Regions from separate parts of the Mus musculus genome. Here region 2 is linked to region 1. The links are chromatin contacts, called in public ChIA-PET maps. All regions are on one chromosome and are shown on one strand. Each heading gives the region's core, a stretch centred on a gene start, on an enhancer-like site or on the middle of the called end of the contact. The rest is flanking DNA. Distances are from core to core; before and after follow the strand shown. Region 1 overlaps Syne2 (spectrin repeat containing, nuclear envelope 2). Region 2 overlaps Gm40447 (collagen alpha-1(II) chain-like).

What was found. ChIA-PET counts read pairs in DNA pulled down with a chosen protein or histone mark.
Region 2: a contact with region 1 is called in an RNA polymerase II ChIA-PET map of memory CD8 T cells, with 5 read pairs. The contact joins two enhancer-like sites. A contact is called at or near these places in 2 of 115 datasets of contacts at active chromatin or transcription factors (embryonic stem cells and memory CD8 T cells) and 2 of 9 other capture datasets (embryonic stem cells and pancreatic islet).

What each region holds. Positions count from the first base shown.
Region 1 is chr12:76,083,398-76,090,351 of GRCm38.p6, forward strand. It overlaps Syne2 (spectrin repeat containing, nuclear envelope 2), which reads left to right. Exons shown (of 116, transcript NM_001005510.2): 100 at 4,354-4,516. Among named protein-coding and RNA genes, the nearest start is that of Esr2, 90 kb to the right of the region's middle. Within about 2 kb of position 3,299, at least 80 of the 459 cell types and tissues checked have an H3K27ac peak or open chromatin away from gene starts, as enhancers often do. A contact at or near this core is called in memory CD8 T cells, where this site is marked.
Region 2 is chr12:75,762,843-75,769,796 of GRCm38.p6, forward strand. All of the region lies in intron 3 of Gm40447 (collagen alpha-1(II) chain-like), which reads right to left. Among named protein-coding and RNA genes, the nearest start is that of Sgpp1, 31 kb to the left of the region's middle. Within about 2 kb of position 4,244, at least 49 of the 459 cell types and tissues checked have an H3K27ac peak or open chromatin away from gene starts, as enhancers often do. A contact at or near this core is called in memory CD8 T cells, where this site is marked.

The DNA of each region.
Region 1 (6,954 bases), core at 2,049-4,548:
GGTTAAGCCACAGAGCAGGTTAGACTCACTGGGTAAATCAGTCTGTCTATCTGTCCATCTGTCTGTCTGTCTCTTCCCCTCCCCCTCTGCCTCTGCCTTCCCTTGCTCCACTTGGCCTTTAAGCTTACTTGTTACCAATAGATGACCTGCCACTCACAGAAGGACAGTAAGTTGCTTTGTGGGTAAAGTATTCTGTTATCCTCTTGTCTTTAACATATGGCATTGCCATCGTTTGAATGGAAAAGACAAACTGGTGACTGTCACTCCCTCCCCCAGTGGGTATTTATTTCTAAGTACTTCTGATACTGTACCCGATACCTAAGTTGCAGGGGCATAAGCTCTGTAGGACTTACGACCCAGCTTTGAGTTACCAAATCCTCACAGTGTGCATAGGACCCAGAACAAAGCAAATGGTTAAATGTGTATTGAAAGAAAACCACGAAAGAGAAACATTGGCTGTAAATCTGCAACTTCAAGCCTCTTCCCATGCTCTGGCTGCGAGCACGAGTATTGACTCCTGTATCTGAATCGTGTTCCCTGACAGCAGCAACGCCCATCTCCTACCCCCAGTCCATGTGTATCTGTGTGTGCAAGGTATGCGATAAGCCACAGAGGCCAGACTGTCGGGGTTGGAATCCTGCCCCTGCTAATGATCCAGGTGACTGAGCTGGTTATTTAGCCTGTGAGCCTTCATTTCCTCCTCTGTCCAATGGGAGGACAGCAGTACCATAGCACCCCTGTGCCAGCATCAGGGATAACAGTGACCACAGTGCCATAGCACCTGTCTGTCGGCATCATTGAGATGATGAACTGAGTCACTAGCATGTGAGAGCAGTTGTTAGCATATGAGATAAATCTTAGCAGTTCCACTTTAGTGCTATGGCTTATTAATGAGTTACAAAGTACATCCAATGTAGAATTTTTTTAAAGAACTATTTATTTATTTTATGTATATGAGTACACTGTCACTGTTTTCAGACACACCAGAAAAGGGCATCGGATCCCATTACAGATGGTTGTGAGCCATCATGTGGTTGCTGGGAATTGAACTCAGGACCTCTGGAAGAGCAGTCAGTGCTCTTAACCACTGAGCCATCTCTCCAGCCCCAATGTAGATATTTGAAAGGAATGGATTACACAGGAAGAGGCTGGCATAGCTAAGTATCCGTTTACAGCAAACACTTGAGAGCCGAGATCCTTTGGATTCATTTTTCTATCCTGAGATATCTGCATATTGAGATCTCTTGGGAAGCCACCGGCATTTCTTATATACATAGCTAAGGTCCTTAGTGTGCCTTCTGGTGTGAGGTCTGATGCGGAATTTTTCACTTGTAATGTGATGACAGCCCTCAGAAGTTGTAGATGTTTGAACATTACGATGCTTAGATTAGGGATGCTCAGTGTGTGTTGTATTTCCAGCCTTCACTGGTCTGCCTCGAGCACTCCATTGTGAATACAACAGTCCAAGGAAAGACAAGCAAATTGTTCCTCTCCTTCTCCAGGAGTTGTAGCATCCCTAACTTCTGGTTGGCAAAAGAAAGTATGGCTATACCTTGGCTTTTTGTTGTGTGGTAGCTCCCTTTGTATAGAAGGTGGTCTCCCCAGACCTCTTTTTGTTGAAATAAGAAAAAAGCTGTGATTCTTCTATTGGCCTGGACTTGGGTACTTACTTGATGGGAGCATAGTAAGGTGCCATCCTGGGAAGAGGAAGAGCAACAGGAGAGAGGGAGATGATGATAACGGAGCCTGAATGCTGGTTTCTACCCACAGGAAGTGGGCATGGCCAGGCCTCTTCTCCAGTAAGAGGTTTTTTGAATAGGGCAGCCTCTCATAGCTGTGAGGGCTCCTTGCACAGTCAGGGTGGTGAGATGAGGTGAGAAGGGCACGTTGCTAAAACCACAGAGACGAGAGTCCGCCTTGGGCTATAGCCGTATCCAGGCCTCGCCCGGATTCTGTTACTGCCTTTTCAATAAATCATCGCATGGCTTTGAAGGAGACTTTTTGTCTGCTGCAAGAATGCAGTTTGGAAAATATAGTTCCTTGAAACTGATCGTGCCCATGATTCCTGGGCACTTGTTCTCGTCAGAGAGTGTCCCAGATGGCTTTCATGCATACCTCCTTCCTGCCGCCCAGCCAATCCAGTGAAGGAGGGTATCACCGTTAGCCGCATTTTCTGCGGGAGGTTAATGAAGCCAGAACTCAAACCCCAAGCTGCCTGCAAGCTTTCCCCCCCTCATAGAGCTACTGAGAGTAAAACACTATTGTGAAGTCCAGAGCTGGAATTGTGGTGTCACGTGACCTCCTCAGCATATGGAAAGTTACACAGCTGAACATGTATTATATTCCAGTGGCTACTTGGTCTCATATCACCTGCAAGATGTTTAATTTTATAAATAATAAGGACATTTGGAGTCTGAGTCAAGTGTCTTGCAGGGCTGTTGATCTTGTAACTGGGTTGTGGATGGGACTTTCGCCCTGATCTGCTCCAAGGTTAAAGCCCATTCCTCTTATTGCTGAGGTTTGGGAGACCTCAGAAGCTTAAATTCATACAGTCGCTGCTAGCGCAGACAGAACTAGAAGGCTGTCCACAAGGAAGTCTTGATTGACTGTGACATATAAACTCAGTGACTCTTTGATCCACTTAAACAATAGCCTGGAGGTAGGGAACTCAGCTCAGTAGGTAGAGTAGTTTACCCAACTTGAAGTAAGCCCGGATTCCATGCCCAGCTCTGTGTGAACTAGAGCGGTCCTCTATGGATCTAATCCCAACACTACAAAGGTGATGGCCTGAGGCTCAGAAGTTCAAGAGCAACCTTGACAACACAAAAGGATCAAGGCCTTGCCTAAGCTACCAAAGACCCTACCTGAAAATAAAATGGGGAAGTTATTGGGCACATTTATTCTTAACAAGTATTTGTTTACAGCCGGTGTACAGCCATGAGGGAGGTACTGCCTAGCTACCTTTCTTTTCTGAAGAGTGGGGAGTGTCTCCCGCTGTGCTGTTAGCTTGCCCTAGCTCTCTCTCCAGGAGCGTGGGGGTTGGGTAGAGGGTGGTTATGGAAGAAGTGTTCCCAAGCAAGAGAGAGGCCAAAGAGGTCACACAAATTGCCCTGAGGTGTTAAACAGATTACGAGATTAAACTGGTTTGTCAGGGTAGAGAGCAGACTGTGGAAAGGTTCCAAGCATGAGAATCAGACCTGTCTTCAGAAATGGAACCAAAGGTGGTGAGTAGGGAGGCACAGAGGCCAGAGGAAGTTGTTTGGTTAAATAAACCTTGGTGGAGGTGCAGCGGACGGTGTGCTTCCTGTAAGCTGAGGTTAGCATCTCAGTTTCTCTTTCTAATTGCTGTCAGACAGCCGGGGATGCAGTTCTGACGGCATCTGCCTGCATGGGGATTGGTAAGTGGGAACTTTGAATGTAACCATTACGTCAGATCTCCGGGATAACCCAAATCGCCAAGATCCACAGTGCAAGTGTTCACTCTTGCTACTTTAGGACTCTCACGAGAGCCACTGATTGAATCGTTTCAGTTCAGTCTCTGTGTGGAGAATGACGGCTAGCCAGGCGAGGTGGCTCACACCTATAATCCCAGCATTCAGGAGGCAGGGGCAGGAGAAGGATCTGTGAGTTTCGGGCCGGTGTGCGCTACTTAGGGAGACCCGGTCTCAGATCGACAAAGATGGGTTTTGCTTCAGTAACTCGAATTTCCCTTGCAAGCATTAACATGAAATGCCAGTGAGCTCAAGCTACATTTGCCTCCTCAAACCTGCTGCATGCCCTGTCAAGCCGGAAGGGACCTGAGGTTGTCAGAGAGACGGCAAGCAGAACTCTGCTTGAGTGGCGTTTCCCTTCTGACTCAGAGATGCCCCATAACAAGCCCGCAAGGCAGACTCAACAGAGCACCAGCCCGTGCATTGAAGGGGCAGGGTTGCTGTGTGTTCTGTCCTTGTCCAGAGTCCATAAAGGGCATCAGGACCCAAGTAAGTGCCGAGTGAACTAGGTAGGCGACATCATTAGCCATCCAGGGAGGACCGCTGACGGCTGTTGCCTCGGGCACACCAATGACAGGAACTGGGCTGGAGTATTCATTGTGGAGCCCCAGAAAGCTGGTCAGGGTGTTAGGAGGAGTCCATGTGGGTCTGACAGGACTTTTGGCTTGACTGAGTCCCTGTGAAAAATCATGGGGACCAAGAGTATTGCAGAGTCTCCTACTCTGTGAACATGCCTACCTGGATCATGTGAGTTGTTCCTGTGATGAATTAAATCAATGCACGTGCTCTTCTGCTCATCAGCATTCGAACCGGCCCGTGCTTCTCACTGCTAATGACTGCTTCTCTCCTCCATTGCATTCAGGGTGAAGAAGCTGAAGGAGACGTTTGCTTTCATTCAGCAGTTAGACAAAAACATGAGCAACCTTCGTACCTGGTTGGCTCGCATTGAGTCTGAGCTCTCCAAGCCTGTTGTCTACGACGTCTGCGATAACCAGGAGATCCAGAAGAGGCTTGCTGAGCAGCAGGTAAGTGACAGGAAGGCGTGCTGGGAGGAAGGGTGGCACCATGGGAGGCCAAGCCAGGCCTGCCCTCCTCTGCCTTGCGTCCAGCCTGCTCATGTATCTGTTTTCCCCAGAGGAAGCGGATACCTGCCTGTGTCTCTGCCTCATGTATGAGACAGCCATCTCTGAGTGCCCCTTCCCTTTTACATAGCCCTTTTGGAAATAGTTCAAGTAATGTTAAAGATGCAAACCTTACTTTCGATGGTCAGTTGGGTTTATTATTTTTGTCTGTTGCGTTTAACATCTCTGTGAAAGGGAATGAGTTAGGGGTATATTTTCTCTTTTGGAGTGAGATATAACCCAGACTGACTTGAAACTCTCAGCCTTCCCCCTTATTGTACTGACATCAACTTGATACACCCGAGAAGAGAGAGAGCCTCGCTTGAGGAATTGCCTCAGAAGAGTAGACTCTAGAGATCAAGGTAGCCTCAGACCTGCCCCTCTCTCCTGGCACTCAAACCGGTGTCTTTCATATGTTAGGCAAGTGCTCAATCAAGACCAGAAGGGAATACCCCAGTTTTATTTGTGTGTGTGTGTCACATGTGCCTTTGAGGGAGGGAGATCTCATTTTACCCAGACTGTCCTCAAACTAGCGATATAGCTCAGGGTGACCTTGAACTTCTCTTCCTTCTACTTCCACCTCCTGTGTGCTGGGATTTATAAGTGTGTGCCACCATGCCTTTCTCAGAAGACACCCTTTCATGATAAATTATCTCGAGTCAGGCCTATCTTTTTATTGGTTTAATTGTTTTGTTGTTGTTTGCTTTTTGCTTTTCAAGACAGGGTTTCTCTGTGTAGCCCTGATGGTCCTACAACTCACTTTGTAGACCAAGCTGGCTTCAAACTCACAGAGATCCACCTGCCTCTGCCTGAGTGCTGGAATTAAAGCATGTGCCAGCACTGCCTTACCTTTATTGATTTAAAAGTAACATTTTGGGAGACATTTAAAAAAAAACAAATATTTGACCTTTACAATTTTTTTAATAAAACCTGAAACCACTTTTTAAAGGTTTTCTTTTTATTATTTTAATTATGCCTTGCTATATTCTCATGAGAATAAACAGACATCAGAGGTATTGAATCCTTCTCTCTCTCTCTCTCTCTTTTTTTTAAATAAAAATTCAAATCTCACTACCTGGCCTAGAACTTACTTATAGACTAGACTGATCTCTAGCTCACAGAGATCTGCCTCCTTCTGCCTCCGTAGTATTAGGATTGAAGGAGGCCACCAACGTGCCCAGCTGAACATGTCTTTTTATTGAGGTTATCTAGATCTGTTGTTTTCAACCCGAAGGTCTAGATCCCTTTGGGGGTCAAATAACCTTTTCATAGGGGTGACAGGGAAATTAGACATCCTATATCTAGTATCAGATGCTTACATTACGATTCATAATGGTAGCAAAGTTACAATTGTGAAGTAGCAATAAAAATAGTTGTATGGTTGGGGGTGACCACAATGTGAGGAACTGTATTAAAGGGTCACGGCATTAGGAAGGCTGAGGGCCACTACTCTAGAGACTATCTTTGCTTTGGTGCATAGGAGATAGCCCTGAGAATCGTATAATTTCAGTGGGCATCACAGAGATCTGAGTGTACATCTCAGAGGAGACCCAGCTGCAGGAACACTCAGCTTCATTTGCCAATTTGACTTTCTAGCATGAATTTCTTTGGGCAGTCTCTCAATAGACAAGGCCTTGTCAATACCTGCCCCCTGCATGGTGGGTTAATTCAAGCGAATGTGGATGCTGGCAATATCTTTACTCTTAAAGAATGAGGCTGAATTTGGCTGGGCCTGAAAACTGTCTTCACATTTCATAAATCCAAAGTGGGATACTTTGCCACTAAATGGCAGAGAATTTACTCCTCAAGCCATAAAATCTGAAACTGCCGCTCTCTTGGCCGCCTTTGTCCCCATACTGAAGTGGTATGTAATTTCAATCTGGCCAGTGTGACAGCTTCCTCTTTGTAGAGTTTGAGGTCACCACAAATGGAATCTTTGTCCTTTATGATTACTAAGAATGTTGGCCAAGTTGGTATAGGGAACTAGCATCGCTATGAAGAAGTTGATATATTAATTTCCTATTATTGTAACGAAGTTCCATAAATTCAGCAACTTAAAAATCACAAACTTGTTATCTTAATTCTAACAGGGCATCAAAGGGGCTGCCGCCTTTTCTGGAGGCACTAGACCAGTGGTTCTTATCCTTCCTAATACTAAGACCCTTTAATACAGTTCCTCACGGTGTGGTGACCCCAACCATAAAACTGTTTCATTGCTACTTCATAGCTGCAATTTTGCTAATTTTATGAATCATAATGTAAATATGTGATATGAGACCCCTCCCTCAAGGGTCACGATGCACGGGTTGAGAAACACTGATCTGGAGTGCTACTTCATAGCT
Region 2 (6,954 bases), core at 2,994-5,493, 320 kb before region 1:
AGCCACTTCTGCAGACTTCCTTCCTTCTGTTCTTTTTTATTTATTTATTTATTTAGTTAGTTAGTTAGTTAGTTAGTTTTTCGAGACAGGGTTTCTCTATATAGTCCTGGCTGTCCTGGAACTCACTTTGCAGACCAGGCTGGCCTCGAACTCAGAAATCCACCTGCCTCTGCCTCCCAAGTGCTGGGATTAAAGGCGTGCACCACCACCATCCTCCTTCCTTCTGTTCTTAAAGAATTGTGTATGCATGTTGGTCTACATGTAGTATGCACACCACGTATATGACAGTGCCCAAGGAAGGCCAGAAGAGGGTGTCCAATGCCCTGATACTGGAGTTGTGAACTTCCATGTGGTTGCTGGAAAGTGAACCTGAGTCCTCTGCATGCTCTTAGCCACTGAAACATCTCTCCAGGTTCCTCCCCTACCCCTTTCTCTGTTGTTTGCTAGTTTGTTTGTGTATTGTTTGTTTCTGAGTCAGTGTCTTCTGTAGCTTAGGTTAGACTGAAACTCCTTATCTCGGGTTGGTTTTGAGCTCAGCGTTCCAAGTTCTAGGGTCACAAACATAACACTACATCTGGCTCTAGTCTCTCATTTAGTGTGTGTGTATGTGTGTCTGTATATCTGTGTCTAAGCTACCTTTCTGTTGCTGTGAAGAGACACCATGACTAAGGCAACTTATAGAACCAAGAAGATATTGGGGCTGAGAGATTTAAAAGTTAGTCTATAACCATCGTGGTGGGGAGCATGACAATGGAATAGGAAACAGAGAGCTGTCTGGAAATGGCTTTGGCATATGACCTCAAAGCCCACCCTCAGTGACACACTAGCTTCAACAAAGTCATACATCCTAATGTGTGACAAACCATCCCACCAACTAGGGACCGCCATTCTAATTCGAATCTCTCTCTCTCTCCTATCTCTCTCTCTCTCTCTTTCTGTGTGTGTGAAGAAGAAATGCACATTTCTCTCTTTTTTGATAAAAAGTAAGTATGTATGTGTATTGCACACATATTTATACATTGACCAAGCCAGGGTCATTCAACAGGGTGTCAAGGGAGGGAGCGAGGACTGAGAAGAAAAAGACAATTAGACAGCGCTGTAACCTGACTCCCCCCAGTGCTGAGGCTGAAGCGGGTTTATTTTCTTCCATTCTGCTTTTATATCATTCTAGGTACATACAAAGAACCAGGTCAGTCCTAAGGCATAATCAGAGTAGTTAAGGAACAGACAAAGCATAAACAAAGATCCCATGATTACTGTATTCAGGGTCACAAGACCCATCAAGATACAAAGAGCACATTCCTGTATTCATCTTGAGCCGACTTCCTTGTTCTGGCCTAATGTCAAATTCCTGCCAAATTCCTAGAAGTGGCCCCAAGAATGTATGTAAGGACAATACATACATGTGTGTCCCTACATATTGGGCTGGTTAGTTTTTGTTAATTTGACACAAACTACTGTCACTTGGAAAGAGAATCTCAGGTGAGGTTGCCTCCAGCAGATTGGCCTATTGGCATGTCTTAATTAATGATTGATGGGGGTGGGGGTGGAGTACAGACCAATATGGGCAATGCCACTCCTGGGTTGTATAAGAAATAGGCTTAGCAAGCCAGTATACAGCATTCCTTTATGGTCTCTGTTCCAAGTTCCCGCCCTGACTTCCCTCAATGATAGATTATGATCTGGAGTTCTAAGATGAAATAAACCCTTCTATTCCTATGTTATTTGGGTCATGGTGTTTATCACAACACCAAAAAACAAACTAAGGCACATGAGTACTCATGCCACCATAACATATTGGTTCTTTGAGACATTTGACTGTTCTATAACTTACCCTGTAGACTAGTCTTGCGCGCGCTCAACTGGCCAGGAAGAACGACGCTGCAACAGGATCCTTCTGCACACGTTTATTGGGAGAGCATTGATTGCATAGGCGAAAGAAGAACAACAACCCCGAACAAAGAAAATGATGCTGCTTATATACCCCTCCATGTGACGTGTCAGCTCCTGACTAGCTGCTCACTCATCATCCCACTACTACGCCCCGGGATGGGCAGTGACTTGGCATGAATTTACTCTTGCACCTGCGCACATTACTTGTTTACCAGCTAGGCACAGCGGAGGCTCATGATGGCAATTGCTCAAGGCTCTCCACAGACTAGGTTGGCCTTGAACTCACAGAGATCTATCTACCTGCCTCTGCCTCCCTAGTGCTGGGGTTACTGGCATGCACCTCTACTGCTCAGCAACTAGATGCATTTCTATGTGCACATAGAAATACATGCATATATACATGTACATATGCATGTATATGTATATGCACATGTGTACATTTTGCTTGTTTGTATGTGTGTGTGCCATATATTAGAGCATATCTGTTCAATTATCTTTTCACATCTCAGATTTTTACAGGTCATCAGTCCTCTGCTAATTGTAGTCCCAGAAGATCCTATACCTTCTGTGGCTTCCTCAGATACTGCATAAATAGGATGTAGACATACATGCAGGCAAAACACCCATATACATAAAACAAAATAAATAAATACATTTATTGTAGCGTGGAGAGTGACTAAGGAAAACATTCAACAATGACCTTTGATTTCTACTTGTGCATGCAGAGAAGAGCACATGTACACATGCACATGTGCACACAGAGGGACAGAGAGAGACAGAGTAAGACAGACAGAGAAAGAGAGTTAAGCTCAAGTAGCTAATGTAGGGCTGGCAAGATGGGTCAAATAGTAAAAGACTGATGACCTAAGTTTGAATCCCAGAACCACCTACTATATATATATATATAAATCTGCCTGTTTTGTGGGGAGTGACCCCAGAGGCAAGAGGTCTATCAGACTTACTCCTAGCCCAAGATCTGCCTATTGTTCGCTTACTTTTTTTCCTAGGAGTATTTTGAGGATACAAGGAGTTAATTCATGCAAAGAATTTAGACTAGAGCTTGGTATGCATAAATCTTCAGTAAGTAGTGGGCTGTTAGTTTCATTATCACTAGTGATAAGGACTGGCAATTAGAGTTGACTAGGCAGTTTAAGGTCAGGACTCCTAGGGTGAACAGGCCCATTTTTAGCCAGAAGCAGGAAGGAGCCCTGGTTTTCCAGGCAGGAAGGACAGAAGGAAGCTCTGGTTTCTTATCTCTTTCCAAAAGCGCTGCCTGCAGGCTCTGCATGAGGAAGTGACCGGAAGTCCTGTTCAGACACTCATTCCTTCTAGTGAGCAACTTTGGAGTTGGATTTCTGGATTTTCATGATAGCAATGGGTTGTATTTATTTCTCCCTCGATTCAGCTCATCTCCTAGAGGATTTTAGATCTTGAAGGGAAAAGTTACGGTAGTCTTGGAGGCATCTGAGGACAGCTACTGGAGCTCTGTTGAAACCCATTACGCGAAAGTCTAAAGCCGTTTCCTCCTGGTCAAAACAATGGAGTAACCAGGTATGGTGACTCACATCTGGATCTGTGAATTTGAGTTAGACCATTGAATATCATAGTCTCCTCCCTTAAGAGTTAATTCACAAAAAGAAAAAGAAAAACATTTTGAAAAGAGTTAACTCAGGAGTCTAGAAAGAAGGGTCAGCAGTTAAGAGCATTTTCTGCTTTTCCAGAGGAAAAACCTTCCCAATAAACCTGCCGTGTGTGTGTGTGTGTGTGTGTGTGTGTGTGTGTGTGTGTGTGTGTATAAAACCAGCCAAACAAAATAAAACATCTCAGTGGGACTAGAGAGATGACTCGGCGGCGGCTAACAGCACTTATTGTTCTTTCAGAGAACACTTCCTTGTTCAGTCCTAAAACTCAACTTATGCAGGAATCTGCCTTGCTGCTTTGGTATTGTTCATTCGGCTCAAATTTTGCACCCTTGACACTCATATATCACGCAGCTCCCTTTCCTCCCCCCCCCCCCAGAACTTCAGATGTCTTTTCTACAGAATAAACACCTCAAAGGTTTTCACAGATTTTTCCCTCCAAAGTTTTTAATACACTTTGTGTGTGTGTGTGTGTGTGTGTGTGTGTGTGTGTGTGTGTGTGTGTGAGTGAGTGACTCTTTTCTCCTTCCTCTGTGTGGGTCCTGGGGCTGGAACTCAGGTCATCAGGCGTGGCAGCAGGCACCCTTCCCTGCGGAGGCCTCTAACTGCTGCACAGCTGTGCTGTTTTGATGGTTTTAAGTCCCTCGGCTTCTCAACCTCCAAAGTACAGATTGGTTTGTGAGTGTTCTGTTTCTTCTGTGAGAGCGCTACCCTGACGTCATCCCGGAGAAGCGCCAGGAAGTCACCCAATGTTGCTCCTGTAATTGCACTTGATGTTAAACTTGGCTGGTCTCTGATAAACAGGTGAAAATAATTATGGCTTTGTCTGTGTCTGTGTGAATTGTTGAGCACCACCTGCATGCAGGATTCCTCAGAGGTCAGAAGGCCGCACTGGAGCCCCAGGATGGGGGCCTCTGCCAGAGCAGTAAGTACTCTTACCCATGAGCCAGCTCTCCAGCCCCTGCACACATTCTAATCAGCACAATGCATATATGCATTTTACTTCTCAGTGTTAGGGCTCAAACCCAGGCATCATGCAGATTAAGAACACACTGTCCCACGGAGGCTGGTGACATCGTGGCTCAGTGAGTAACAGATCGAGATGGTAGAAAGAGAGAATCAACCCCTGCCAAGGTGTCCTGAGACTTCCCACAAGTATGCCATGTGTAAATACATGAGTAAAATAAATGAGATGAAGCGACTTAAAAATACTTTAGCCTAAATAACTTACAAATTGAAGTTGATTTCTCATAGTTTTGCAGAGCAGGAAGTTTAAGATCAAAGTATCAAGAAATTCAGTGTCTTCATGAGTCTTTGCTTAACTGAAAATGTCATCTGTGTCCTCATGTGCTGGAAGGGACACTTGCCCTCCCCTGGGTCTCTTTTCCAAGCATACTAATCTGGGACAGTGGGACAGTATCAGTTCAGTGATACTGGCTTGCTAGCTTGCTCATGTCCCTGGGTTGGTCCCCAGCACCACGAACATTAATAACACCATTATTCTAAGTCATGAGAGCCCCATCATCACGACTCCTGTTTCAAACTTCTTAGCTCTTGGAGCCTGGAGAGATGCTCAGAGGTTTCAAGCGCCGGCTGCTCTGGCAGAGGAACTGGGTTCAGTTCTCAGCACCCACACCATGGTTGCTACACAGTGCCTGCAACTCCAGTTCCAGGGGATCAAACACCTTTCTCTGACCTCCATGGGTAGACATGTACACGGAGCACATACATATGTGCAAGCACCCGCAAATACATATTGCGTCCCACTCGACCGGCAAGAAAGACACAACAAACTGGAATCTTCTGCGGCAAAAGCTTTATTGCTTACTTCTTCAGGAAGACCCCGAACTGGGAAAATGGCGCCGCTTTTATAGCCCACAGCGTGACGTTTCAGCACCTGATATGGCGTGACAGCTCCTGATTCGTTGCTCGCCCATCACCCCACTATTACACCCCGAGAATGGGAGTGACTAGTGGAGTGAGTTCACTCTCGCACCTGCGTACAAGGCTTGTTTACTAGTTAGGCACAGCGGAGGCCAGCGCCATCTTATAATGGTGATTGCTCGCGGCACGGCTCTCCACAAATACATAACAAATAAAAATAAAGAAATCTCTGGGTTTTATTTTTTTAAATATGCCTACTTCTTCATATTGCTTCATTGAGGACTACGTGTCATATACTAACTGGAAGCATGGTGTTGGTGAGGAAGACCTACAAACACTCGCGCCTACCACCTCCTTCGATTTCTGTAATTGAATGTATATTTAGCCTTCTTTAGGCCATAGTTTTTATTATTGTTTGTGTTGTCTGCAATTGTGGATGAGAGGGACATATGTGGCGCAGCACATATATGTATCAGAGGGCAGTTTGCAAGAGTCCTTTCTCTTCTACCACCTCCACAGTGACACACTTCCTCCAACAAGGCCACACCCACTCCAACAAGGCTATACCTCCTAATAGTGGGCCAAGCATATTCAAACCACCACAGATGTGATAGGAATTCTAGAGGAGCTGGGGTGCTGAGTGATGGATGTGATCATATGTTGTTTGCATGTCTAAAAATTTCAAAGAATAAATAAAAGTTTACAAATATTTCATTAAAAAAGAAAGAAAAAATTCACAATAGCTAAATATCAGTGATAAAACCTAGAAAAATAAAAAAAATTATTTTGTAGTCAACAACTCATGGTTACTGAAGTCATGAATGGTACAGGAGAACCTATCACTGTTACTTCCTTAAGCCAGTGTAGCTCCTAGCTGTAAGTATCTATCCTTATACCCACAGAAAGGTGCAGCTTTCAACAGTCATCAAGGAAAGCTGCTTTTTACAGCAGATGAGACCATTGCAGAAAGGCACGAGTTCACAGAATGCAGAGAACCATGGATCATGTGATGCCCAGCCCCAATGAATATAACTATAACACAACCCCAAACCCTGAAGCTCATAGAACATAGAGGAAGAGAGGGTAGAAAGATTGTAAAAGCCAGAGGGGACTAGGAAATCAGCTTCTTGGCTGTGTCTTCAGGGGAACTACTGCACCCAGGAAATCTCAACAATACGGATGCCTAAACAAAACCTGAATGATAACACCAGTTGACATTTCAGCATGAACAGAGTGTGTGTGTGTGTGTGTGTGTGTGTGTAAAACCACTCCTAAGTGAAGAGGTACAGGCAATTTACTGCTGAGAGAGGGAGAGTCCATCTTTCTCAGGGATGAGGCCCCTAACTGATTAGCTAATATCAAGTGGTTAACCCTAGAAACATACATATATTCAGATAATATGAAATGGACTCAGTGGGTTTTTTTTACATATTTATTTTTATGTGTATGTATGTGTGTGTATAACAATAATAATTAAAGAAAAAGAGTCCATGAATTTCAGAGAGTGCCAGGGGGAATATGAATAAAAGTGACTGGG